Regions from separate parts of the Mus musculus genome. Here region 1 is linked to region 2. The links are chromatin contacts, called in public HiChIP or PLAC-seq maps. All regions are on one chromosome and are shown on one strand. The core of a region is the stretch at or near the end of the contact, and the rest is flanking DNA. Distances in the headings are between cores, read along the strand shown.

Region 1 (5,471 bases), core at 465-2,964, 340 kb after region 2:
TGTTTCAGAGTTGCCTTGGAACTAGATAGTCTCCTCTGCTTCCCACCCGCCAATCAGCAGCAGATCCCATCTGTTCTGCCTCCAGTGTGAGGTGATTCACGCCCTTCAAAAGAATTATTGGAGCCCTCACTGCCGCCGACTGCCAGCACTTGCTTGGAAATAGCATCTCGGTTACACCAGCTTCTCACAACCTGAGAGGATCAGTGCTTCGTGAGAAGAGAAGAAGACATATGGACATCGTGTGACAGAGGAGATAGAGATGCCTACATTGAAGGGTGCAGGTGCAGGAAGCCTCTGGGAGAGAGTCTAGAACGGTCCTCCTGCCATGCAGCCTCTGACAGTGTAGACTTCTGACTTCCAACACTGTAGCAGTAAATGTCTGCACGTTAAGCCAGCCAGTCTCATGCGTTGCTTGGGGTAGACTTCCTCCTCGAACTGTTTCCTCTTATCTAGCTAATTCAGGCTTACCCCTCTCTTTCTTCTTTTCATCTCCTGCAGACCAGAAAAAGGTCAAGTTACCTAGGGTACCCAAAGCTCTACCCAATCCTACCCTTTGCCCAACAGCATTGCTGTGCCCTGTGGGTGGTCACAAAAAGACCCAGGCCATAGCTTGCTGGGGCAGAGACTTCTACTGTGAGATGACATCTGCTCCACAGGTCTTTTCTTTTCTTTTTTTTTTTTCTTTTTTTTTAAAAGATATATTTATTTATTTTATGTATGAGTACACTGTAGCTGTCTTCAGACACACCAGAAGAGGGCATTGGATTCTGTTACAGTTGGTTGTGAGCCACCATGTGGTTGCTGGGATTTGAACTCAGGACCTCTGGAAGAACAGTTAGTGCTCTTAAGCACTGGAGCCATCTCTCCAGCCCTCCACAGGTCTTTTCTGTTCATCTCCTGTGCACCTGAAACAAATGTCATTGCTTCTGGTCTTTCTGTGTACCCAAGATCTTTCCTTGTCCCTAAAGCTGAGTGACTGGAAAGCAGGGAGTGTGTCTCCTGGCAGGAATGTCGTATGTTCAGTCCACAGGGTACACAGATGGCTGCAAGAGCTGGCCTCTGCCTCAGTATGGACAGGAGACTCTGAACACCTGGAGTCAGCAAGGAGCGACAACCCCCCCAAACCCCCCCCCAAAAAAATTGAGGGACCAATGCTTACATTGCTAGATGATCGATTTCCTTTGAGAGAAACTACGACTGGACGTGGTGGCATGTGCTTTTAATCCCAGAACATAGGAGACGGAGGCAGATCAGTCTCTGAGTTTGAGGTCAGCCTGGTCTACAAAGTGAGTTCCAAGACAGCCAAGGCTACACAGAGAAACCCTGTCTTGGAAAGGAGGAAGAGGGGGAGGGGGAGGGGAGGGGGGAGAATGAGGGGGAGGGGGAGGAGGAGGAGGAGGAGGAGGAGGAAAGGAAGGAGGGAAGGAGGAGGAGGAGGAGGAGGAGGAGAAGGAGAAGGAGAAGGAGAAGGAGAAGGAGAAGGAGAAGGAGAAGGAGAAGAGGAGAAGGAAGAAGAAGAAGAAGAAGAAGAAGAAGAAGAAGAAGAAGAAGAAGAAGAAGAAGAAGAAAAGAAAGAAGAAGAAACACAAGAAAAACTATAAGCCCAAGTAGTCAAATAGTTCAGGATTTCAGGAGGGCTCCGGGTGTGTGCATAGAAGTGAGTGAGGGTGTGAGTTACTGATTCACCTCATATAGCTAGCAGTGGAGGAGGAGGCGCAGCCCAGGGCCGGGCAGCTGCCACTTCCCCTTTGCCTACAGACCGCTGACCACAGGCGGCACTTTCTCTGAGATTGCTTCCCCTGAGGTCTGCAGGTCTGGGTGCAGCTTCCTCGGGCACTGCCCTGCTCCTGTCTCTGCCCTGCCCTCTGGCCTGCAAGCTCCTTGGGACCTCTCTGCTGCCCTGCTGAAGAAGCCAGGACATCCAGGAGATTCAGGTTCTATCACTTGCTCACAGTTGATAATGAGTCCTGGTGTATTCGTTTGCAGAGAAATTCACCACCAACTAGGTTGGCTTACATCGTTCCGGAGTCATGCTTGAGATCAAGGTGTCTCAGGAGCAACTCTGAAGGTGTTAGAATGTAGGCGTGTGGGGGGATCATTCCTTCTGCTAATCTCGTCTCTTCTATCTTTGTAAGATACCTAGCACTGGGTTTCAATAAGATGTTATTGTGAGATCTACTCATCTCTTCAAAAAAAAAGGGGGGGGAAGCTGTCTGCCAGGAGCCTGCACCAAACACATCATTTAGAGGTACCCCGTTCAGCCCGTTCCCAGAGAGAGGATGAGCTGACCCCACGTCGTGGAAGAGGGGTAGGAGAAGCTAGACAGAGAAGCAAGCAGCTGCCGGCTTGCTCCAAATAGGAAGTGGGGGCTGCCCACTCCCACTGGCTACCGCAGCCTTCTCCAGGAAGACTTTGCCCTGAGGAATCTTTCCTCTCTTTCCACATGGTGACCCTGTAAGCTCCTGGGTTACTTTCTGTCACAGCTGGGCAGTGACTACACAGGCTTCCTGCTCCTCCCCCAATCCAGCCGCCTCCTTCATAATCCCAGGCCTTCCTCCGGGATTTCTAGTCTCTTCTCCCCACCCCCACCCCGCGCCCCGTACACAACGCCCCCTTTCAGGCTTTCCCTGTCCTCCTCCAACAGGCAGAGGAAACTGCAGAGAAAGATGGTAGAAGGCCCCTTTCCCTTTCCTGAGCCCTGCTGCCTCCTGACTCCCTGTGGGGGTCCCTGTGTGATCTCTGAGCCACCCTCCTCAGAGGACTGCACTAGGTGAAGTTTAGGACATGGGGGTCTTTAGTGAGAACACTATGAGGGCCCTTGGTAGCCCCTTGCCACCACTGACAGCCCCAGAAGCCACTGCTACCTTGAACTCACGGCTCCTCCGCCCGTGTCCTTCTCAGCAGGAAAAGTCCCTTCTTTCGGAGGACCACCTGATGTCCCTCATACTCTAGGCAACACTGGCTACCGCCTAGCCTAGCCTAGCCTAGCCTAGCCTAGCCCACACTCGCTTCCTCTCTAACGCGGTCCGCCCGCCTTGGACAGTGTTTCAGCCCTCTCGGGTCTCATGGAGGCAGACTGACTCTGTTCTTGGCTTCTAGGTCTTCCATGGTTTCCCACCCTTTCCTTCCTCCTTGGGCAAAAGGACCCAAGGGCTTCCATAGTAGCACAGCCTGCCTGTCGCTCATAAGGTGCCTCTCTGAGGTGGTCAGGCTGTGCCCTACTCTAGTTACTGCGCATTATATAAAATGCTTGCTATCAAGCTGCTGCCCTGAGTGACTCCATTTTATAAAACAGCACATCTCTCTCTTTGACTATAACTGCCAAGGACTCTGCCTTATTTTTTGGTTGTTTGTTTGTTTGGGGTATTTTTTTTTTTTTTTTTTTTTTTTTGAGACAGGGTTTCTCTGTATAGCCCTGGCTGTCCTGGAACTCACTCTGTAGACCAGGCTGGCCTCGAACTCAAATATCCTCCTACCTCTGCCTCCCAAGTGCTAGGATTAAAGGTGTGCACCACCACACCCAGCAGTTTGGATATTTCAAGACAGGGTTTTTCTGTGTAGCCCTGGCTGTCCTGGAATTTACTCTGTAGACCAGGCTAGCCTTGAACTCAGAGATCTGCCTGCCTCTGCCTCCTGAGTGCTGACAGGACTCTGCATCTTTTCTTTTTTTAAAAAGATCTATTTATTTTATTTATATGAGTACACTGTAGCTGTCTTCAGACACACCAGAAGAGGGCATCAGATCCCATTACAGATGGTTGTGAGCCACCATGTGGTTGCTGGGAATTGAACTCAGGACCTCTGGGAAAGCAGTCAGTGCTCTTAAGCACTGAGCCATTTCTCCAGCTCCCAGAACTCTGCATCTTAAATAGCCACCACCTGTCCAGTACAATCCATCAGGCACATAAAAATAGAAAACATATTTACTAGGAGCTAGGGATAAAAGTCGGTTGTTGGAGTGCCTGCCCGGCATGAATGAAACTCTGGTTCCCATCCTCCTCCCGCCCCTCTACCCCTGCAGAGCATAAACAGAGTGTGGTAGTGTACATCTCTAATCCCAGCACTTGTGAGGCAGAGGCAGGAGGATCAGGATTTCCAGGTCATCCTTGGCTACATAGGGAGTTGGAAGCCAGCCTGGGCTACATGAAACTTTTAAAAAAGTATGATCACCTATGAATTTATCAAATGAGCACACAGGAACCTCAGACCATGTCAGAGGATCTAAAGAGATGGCTCGGTGATTAAAAACACTGGCTGCTCTTCCAGAAGACCTGGGTTTGGTTTACAGCACCCACATGACAGTTAACAATCCTCTGTAACTCCAGTTCCAGGGAATCTGATGCCCTCTTTCAAGACTCCACAGTCTGTGTGTGTGTGTATGTGTGTGTATGTATGTATATATGTATATATATGTGTGTATATGTGTATATGTGTGTGTGTGTATATACATATATAGTATATACATATTACAGATGGTTGTGAGCCACCATGTGGTTGCTGGGAATTGAACTCAGGAACTCTGAGAAAGCAATCAGTGCTCTTAACCGCTGAGCCATCTCTCCAGCTCCCAGAACTCTGCATCTTAAATAGCCACCACCTGTCCAGTACAATCCATCAGGCACATAAAAATAAATAACATATTTACTAGGAACTAGGGATAAAAGTCAGTTGTTAGCATGCCTGCCCGGCATGAATGAAACTCTGGTCCCCATCCCCCGTATATATTATACATGTTAGTAAAACACCCATACACATAAATGAAAGTAAAGAAAGCATACCAGTAAGTTCAGGCCCATGAGCTTATCAAATACTCCAGACCAACAAATGGTGTAGGTACCTTTAGCTGGGATGATGAAAAGAGGGACATCCCAAGACAGAGTGTGGCAGACTCTGATCTCTCACCTGTCCTTCATCATGGGTCTTGGCTAGGAAAGTTGTCACAGCAAGTAACCTCCTTGCCTGTTCTCTGCTCAAGTGTAGTTTCTCCTGCCATTGACACACAGCCCACTTCAAATTGACAGGTAAAACCAACCGCCTGCCCCACCAGGACCTGCCTTTGACAGCTTCATAGCTGGACAGCTCTGTGACTACAGACTGCAAATCTTCTTATCCAGCCCCCTACAGGGCTACAGAGACTCAGCCTGATGTGTTTGACTCTCTGCTTCTGGCTTTGATGATGAAGACTCTTTGACTCATGAAACTTCTTTGACCCTTACACACACACACACACACACACACACACACACACACACACAGAGAGAGAGAGAGAGAGAGAGAGAGAGAGAGAGAGAGAGAGAGAGAGAGAGACTGTGTATGTTCACGCATGTGTGTTCAGTGTAATACATGATCTGAAAGTTAATCATAGAAATTAATTAAGGTTAGAATATAAGAACCTGTGAAGGAGCCTGGGGCTATAGCTCAGTTGGTAGAGTACTTGCCTAGCATGCACACACACGCCCCCATTTGATCCC
Region 2 (5,694 bases), core at 1,957-4,456:
TGAGCTAGGGATGGGTACCACCCCTGGCTTCAGAAGGTCAGAGATGATAATCACACCACCCGCACAGCACATCAAAGCTGGAGTCCTATGTGACACCACACCTAAGTGAGCAGTCTCCCTCAGTGTCATAGAACAGAGAGTAACAATGGAGTAACAACGACGGAAAAGCATTCCAAAACATTAGGACCAAGTAGCACCGTACCCCTGATGACGTCACACTCGATTCACAAAGACATGATTCCAAATCCCTCTAAACCTACTTCCACTACAACAGACAGTCTTGCTGAGGGGCAGAGAACACAAGGCCAGCAAGTAGCCTTTGCCAGTGCCCCACCAACCCCCAGCAGAGGTGCACCTGCATTTCAGGGCACAAAGAACCCAGGACGGGGCTCCACAGCCGTAGGCTACAAGGTGGCATCACAGTTTGCAAGAAAGAGCTGAGGGCTGACAGCTTCTGGGCAGGGTCAACTAACGACCAGCCCCAGCATGATTCTAAAAGGACACCAAGAACAGACTTTCAAGGCTCTCAACTAGGTGTCCAGATAGTAAAGCCAGTGCCTGGAGGTAGGACAGAGGCCACCTGCTGTGCAGGATGGAGGGCCTGCCCTGTCACAGGCTGGAGTGGCCATTACAACCTGTAAATTTGCCAATTTCTGTCCCCATATGTATACTTGACTCCACTGATGGCTGATGTGGGTGCTCTCGTGATCCCACTGATGTTGGGGCGCTTGAAGATACAGAAAGGACTGAATGAGAAGGGTCTCCGCACCTACTTGCTGGTGACTCAGGGAGAGGAGACAGTCCCGTGCTTCACCTTTAAATGGACTCAAATAAAGGCAGCTCTAAGCAAAACAGGAGCTCATTCAACCTTTTAGCCCTCAGGAACGGAGGAACTAGAACCACCAGGGCATTAGAAGGTTTCAAATAGTGTTCTCCTTTCAACCGGGAAAAAGAAGTGTTAGCTGAATACTGCAGCGGCCAGGGCTCTGGCTTGTTTAGTATCCTTCCCAAATGTCACGAGTGGGGAGGCTGGCTGCCTCTGTGCTGGTGCCCTGAGGGCTGTGGCTTACACCACGGCACCTGGGTGTGACCCTAAGTGTAACATATCTAGCACCCTGTGCTTCCCTGGATTTTCAAATTCCAGCCAAGTCAGGGGATTTAAGTAACCTGGGGTGCAGGTCAGGGGTGTTGCAGACACCCCACCACCCTCCACGCCTCAGGTTCTCTACACAGAGAAATATGTGAGGGCTCTTAAGGGTACTGAGCTGTCCAAGTCAAAAGAATGGAAGATGACACCCCCCAAAACAATACAATGGGGGTGTATGTGGGGGAGGTTGGGGAGGGCGCAGAGACAACCTTTAGAAGAGCTCCCCTAAGCCCAGCCCAATCCCCAGGCACCGACCTTCACGACACTGTCAATCTGTCCCTTCATGGTACTGTCCATCTGTCCCTCAAGCTAAACAGGGAAATCTGGGATCTTATGCTGACTTTCCAAGGAAACTTTAGGTGGAGAGGCCAAGGAGATGCAGGTGGAGCCATGATGTAAGAGGATGACCTCCTGGACAGCAAAGCAGACAGCCACAGGACAGCTTGGTCAGAGGTGGCAGGTCCCCATGACAAATCTCTGTTCTGCCAACACTAAAGGGACCTTCTAGTCAAGCAGAGCCCATTGCTCCTTCCAAATGGAGCGCAGGGCTTTCAGTCCTTCACTTTCACCAGGGTCCCAAGGTCAGCTGTGCCTGCACTATCTGAATCCATGCAACTGCTTAACTACATTATCTGCACAAGAGTCGGTGTTGAAGCACCTTTATGAGTTTATAGTGTACAAAAAGGGAGGAGAGAGCAGGAAAGCCACTTTCAATCCATTCAGAAGCAGGGGTAAAGATGCCTTCTTACACGATTCAACAGGAAAGCAAAGCCAGGCAGGAACAGACCATCTCCAGGCTCAGCCGCACGCGGCCCTGCGCAGTCACGCCCGCCAGCCTGGAGGGTGCACGTTCCCCATGCAGAGAAGCCAGTCTACCAGCCTCTCGGACGCTAGGATCTTGCAGCTGGGTGGTGCTGAGGAGTCCCTGGGTCAGTGGCAGCAGAGGAGCTGCGGCCCCAGATCACAGTATGGCACTCACACATTTTCAAGCCAGAACTGAACAGAGGAGTTCGTAACTCGGTTTATTCAGGCGATATTTTGGCTATATTCAGTGTGGATAGCGATGCTTCAGAGCAAACACAAATCTATGAGAAGTCAGAGGTAGCTTTTATGCATCTGTCTAAAAGGTTTAAAGAAACCACCTTCTGTAGTGATTTGGCTAAGCCGGTACATTCAACTTGAGACAAATAAAATGGCTGAACAAATCCAAAGACACAAGGTGAGGGAGGGCTCTGCAATGTCTGCAATGGCACTGTCTGTCTGTCTGTCTGTCTGTCTGTCTGTCTGTCCGTCCGTCCCCAGTACCCCCCTCCCCCGCGGTTTGAGTGTAATAATTCCTTTTGTTTCAGACTCTGGGCACCCTGACTACAGACAGTCCACGTGGGGCTAAACAGACCATGTACTTAGGTCCCAGCAAGGTCACATGGCATAAAGGGCTGCACCAGGCTTTAGGTCTCCCATGGATGGACCACAAATGACAGTCTGACACAGCAGTGACCTCACAACTTTAAGTTGAGGGGCTGACCAAAGAATGTAGCAATGGCCTGTTAACACTGACTGGGCTATTCATATGCTGTCCATGCTGACAAAGGCCACACGGAACTAGAAGGACATACTTTTGGGGGGCCTTGCAGATCACAAGAAAACTAAACAGACCAAAGCGCCACAAAGACTCCTAACTAATCTGTTACATTCAAGCCTTCAGGTCTCAAAGAGCATGCTGTCCTGTATAGAGAGGGAGAACTTCTTGTCAGAGTGTTGAGACAAGGCTAGCCCACAATGCTCGAGAGAGTAAGAGCCCAGCCCGCACACTCGAGCATGTAATACTGAAATGTGTGTTGGGATGGCAGACGTGAGGCAATGTCCCACTCTTGCCACTGTGAATCTGTTTACAATCACTTCAAATGAGTACAGCAGATGGGGAGTTGGACGCAATAAAGGAAACTGTTGAGAGATCAGTGCAACTTACAGGAGTCGGCATGCCTGCAACGGGGCGCTTGTGACAAGAGTCACGTGTGCTCTGCCTATGTGAGAGCCAGCCAGCATGGTTACTGCAGGGAAGGGCTTAAAACAAACAAAATATCTGCATTCACAAGTGAGGCAGATGAACACCAAGGAAGTGTAGCTTCTACTCAGGGCACATTCCTTTTCTCATGGGTGTGAGAGATGAGTCAGGGGGAGGTCACAGAAAGGTTGCTTATGGCTTGTCTGGGGCCACCGGGATTGTCCACTGTCTGTGTAGCAAAATGCCCATGAAAAAAAAAAAATCCTTGTAACAATCCAAGAGTTCAGGGCCATGCTGAAGGACCCTGCAGGTTCCTGTGACCAGTGCTACCACCACAGGGACTACCAAGAGAGGCCACCCAGCCCTAAGGCCTCCTGGACACTCAGGGGTCCCCAGCTGCATGACTTCGGGCTGGTCTAACCTTAACACATTGTATCAAATATAGAATTTGATTGAAAAACTGCTTGTAAAAATAAAATTCAAATCACCCTGCAGATCAATGCAAAAGCATACCGCTGCATCTATAGGAAAAGCAATTCATCCAGAAAAACTACATCTGTGGCTTCCAAAAATAAAGCATTAGCAAGCCTGAAGGTAAACACTGGGACAGTTATAAAAGGCAGGGGAAATAATCTCTACCATATCCATCTATCAGGTACCACATGCATTGGGATAGCCAGATCAGCTTAGTCAAACCAGAGCAGGAGAGAGAGGAAAAAATAAATAGCAACATTTGCATTTAAAGCCAATAAAATAACACAAGAACAAGACAATGGAAAAACAAAACCAAAACCAAAAAAACCAAACCTGCCCAAGCCCGCTGCAGGGGCCATCTTTCTATCAAGCGCCGCTCGGTGACAGGTAAACATTAGGATACAGATGTTGGGCCAGCTGCAGACAGCACGGAGCTAGCAGTCTCCTCACTGGCAGTGCCCTGTGGCCTGGAGGCCAGCAAGCGGGTGGGTGTGAGGAGTGGCCAAGAGGCCAAATCTGGAGAAGGCAGAGCAGACCCAAAGTGGTATCAAGTGTGCATGTGAGGATTTCCCCAAAAGGGAGAAGGAAGCCAAAACCCAACAGCCCCTGACTAGAAGTACAGGCGTGCTCGGTTTCAGACTTGATGGGGACTAGGAGAATCTGGGCTTAAAACACGCAGTGACAGGGTGGGAGTTTTGCTAGTATCACTAAGGGCTAAATCTATGGAATGGGGCCTCGATGTCTCTCTAGAGTTTTGCATTGCTTCATCAGCTTGGGGAGGGAGGGACCTGCTGCATGGTGCACACAGTGGTAAAGGGATGGATGTCATGATGGGTTTTTAAGAGTGAGTATCTTACAGTGTACTACTAGGAGAGTCCCACCATGAAAGGCTAATTGGGTAGCCTCTCTTAAAGAGACAGGCACATCCTAGTTTTCCTTCCAAATGGATACAGAGCACAACACAATCACATTCAGTTTGCTTAAAGCAAGGCACACCTTACTTAACAGTGGGGTTGGGAACACAGCTAGCAAGTGGGCAGTCGTCAAACTTGGCCAGGTATCACCTCAGGAGAAAACGGCACCTGTCACCAGTCTTGGGTACAGATACACACAAAAAGCTGGCTCCTGCAGAAGATGGCCGGAGCTGCTACCGCACTCTGAGGTCTCACACTGTCTCGAAACTAATCTTAATAATAAGGGGAGGGCGGGAATTGGGGAAAATTATTTACCTGAGAAATTGGAACTATAGCCATTTATGAGCTCTGCACCATCAGACATGTAAATGGTGTGTATCTAACTCAATTAGGGACATTTGGTCTGGGGATACATTTCATATTAAAAGTGTCACAAGTAAGCATGGGCTACTACAGAAAGTACTTTGCTTCCAGTACTTTGGCCCATCAGAAAGAAAACCTATCCTTCAAGGTGATCAAAACAAAACTCCCAGCTCAAGATTTTTTGCCCCAGCCCACAAGTGTTCCTAGGTGTGAGCTCTGATAGGGGTTCCTTCCTGTCCCCCTGGCATCATAAGGGGGGACGGCCTCAGAAAGCGCCTACAGAGCCACGGTGGGGGTTGAGGGGTGGCCTCGAACACAGTGCCAGATCCAAGAAGCTGGCAGCAGGTGAGAATCTGCATTCTAAAAAACTCACTTGCATGACTAAGATCCCATGGCAAGGGGCTGAAGACACACCTTAGAAACACGCGGTTCTAAGAATGGTTGAAAACAATCCAATTTCAGATTCTAAAAGTTCACTAGTTTAACCAGTTCCCTAGCCTGACCATGTTAGGCCAACTGAGTGTTTTTCTATCGTTTTGGAAACAGTTTGAGAAGGTGCCACTTGCCAATGGGATAGCAGGCAGTCCCAGTGCTTCTTAGACTGGGGGGGAGGGGGGGTCCTGTTACTTTAAAAGATTTCTAAAGACACAGCAAGAAGAGACTATTGTCATTAGTAAGACACCCACATGCATACACGGATACACACACCTGCTGAGGGTGTGACTTCCCAGGTAACTGCGTCTGCCCTTCCCACCAGCTCCAGAGCAGATGGGGAACGGGGCAAAGGTGGT

What was found. HiChIP or PLAC-seq counts read pairs in DNA pulled down with a chosen protein or histone mark.
Region 1: a contact with region 2 is called in a FOXA1 HiChIP or PLAC-seq map of pancreatic cancer cells. The contact joins two enhancer-like sites. A contact is called at or near these places in 2 of 115 datasets of contacts at active chromatin or transcription factors (extraembryonic endoderm stem cells and pancreatic cancer cells).

The regions. Positions count from the first base shown.
Region 1 is chr15:73,440,822-73,446,292 of GRCm38.p6, forward strand. No RefSeq gene overlaps it. Among named protein-coding and RNA genes, the nearest start is that of Ptk2, 20 kb to the left of the region's middle. Within about 2 kb of position 1,715, at least 83 of the 459 cell types and tissues checked have an H3K27ac peak or open chromatin away from gene starts, as enhancers often do. A contact at or near this core is called in pancreatic cancer cells, where this site is marked.
Region 2 is chr15:73,099,480-73,105,173 of GRCm38.p6, forward strand. It overlaps Ago2 (argonaute RISC catalytic subunit 2), which reads right to left. Exons shown (of 19, transcript NM_153178.4): 19 at 2,146-5,694. Among named protein-coding and RNA genes, the nearest start is that of Gm31725, 6.1 kb to the right of the region's middle. Within about 2 kb of position 3,207, at least 19 of the 459 cell types and tissues checked have an H3K27ac peak or open chromatin away from gene starts, as enhancers often do. A contact at or near this core is called in pancreatic cancer cells, where this site is marked.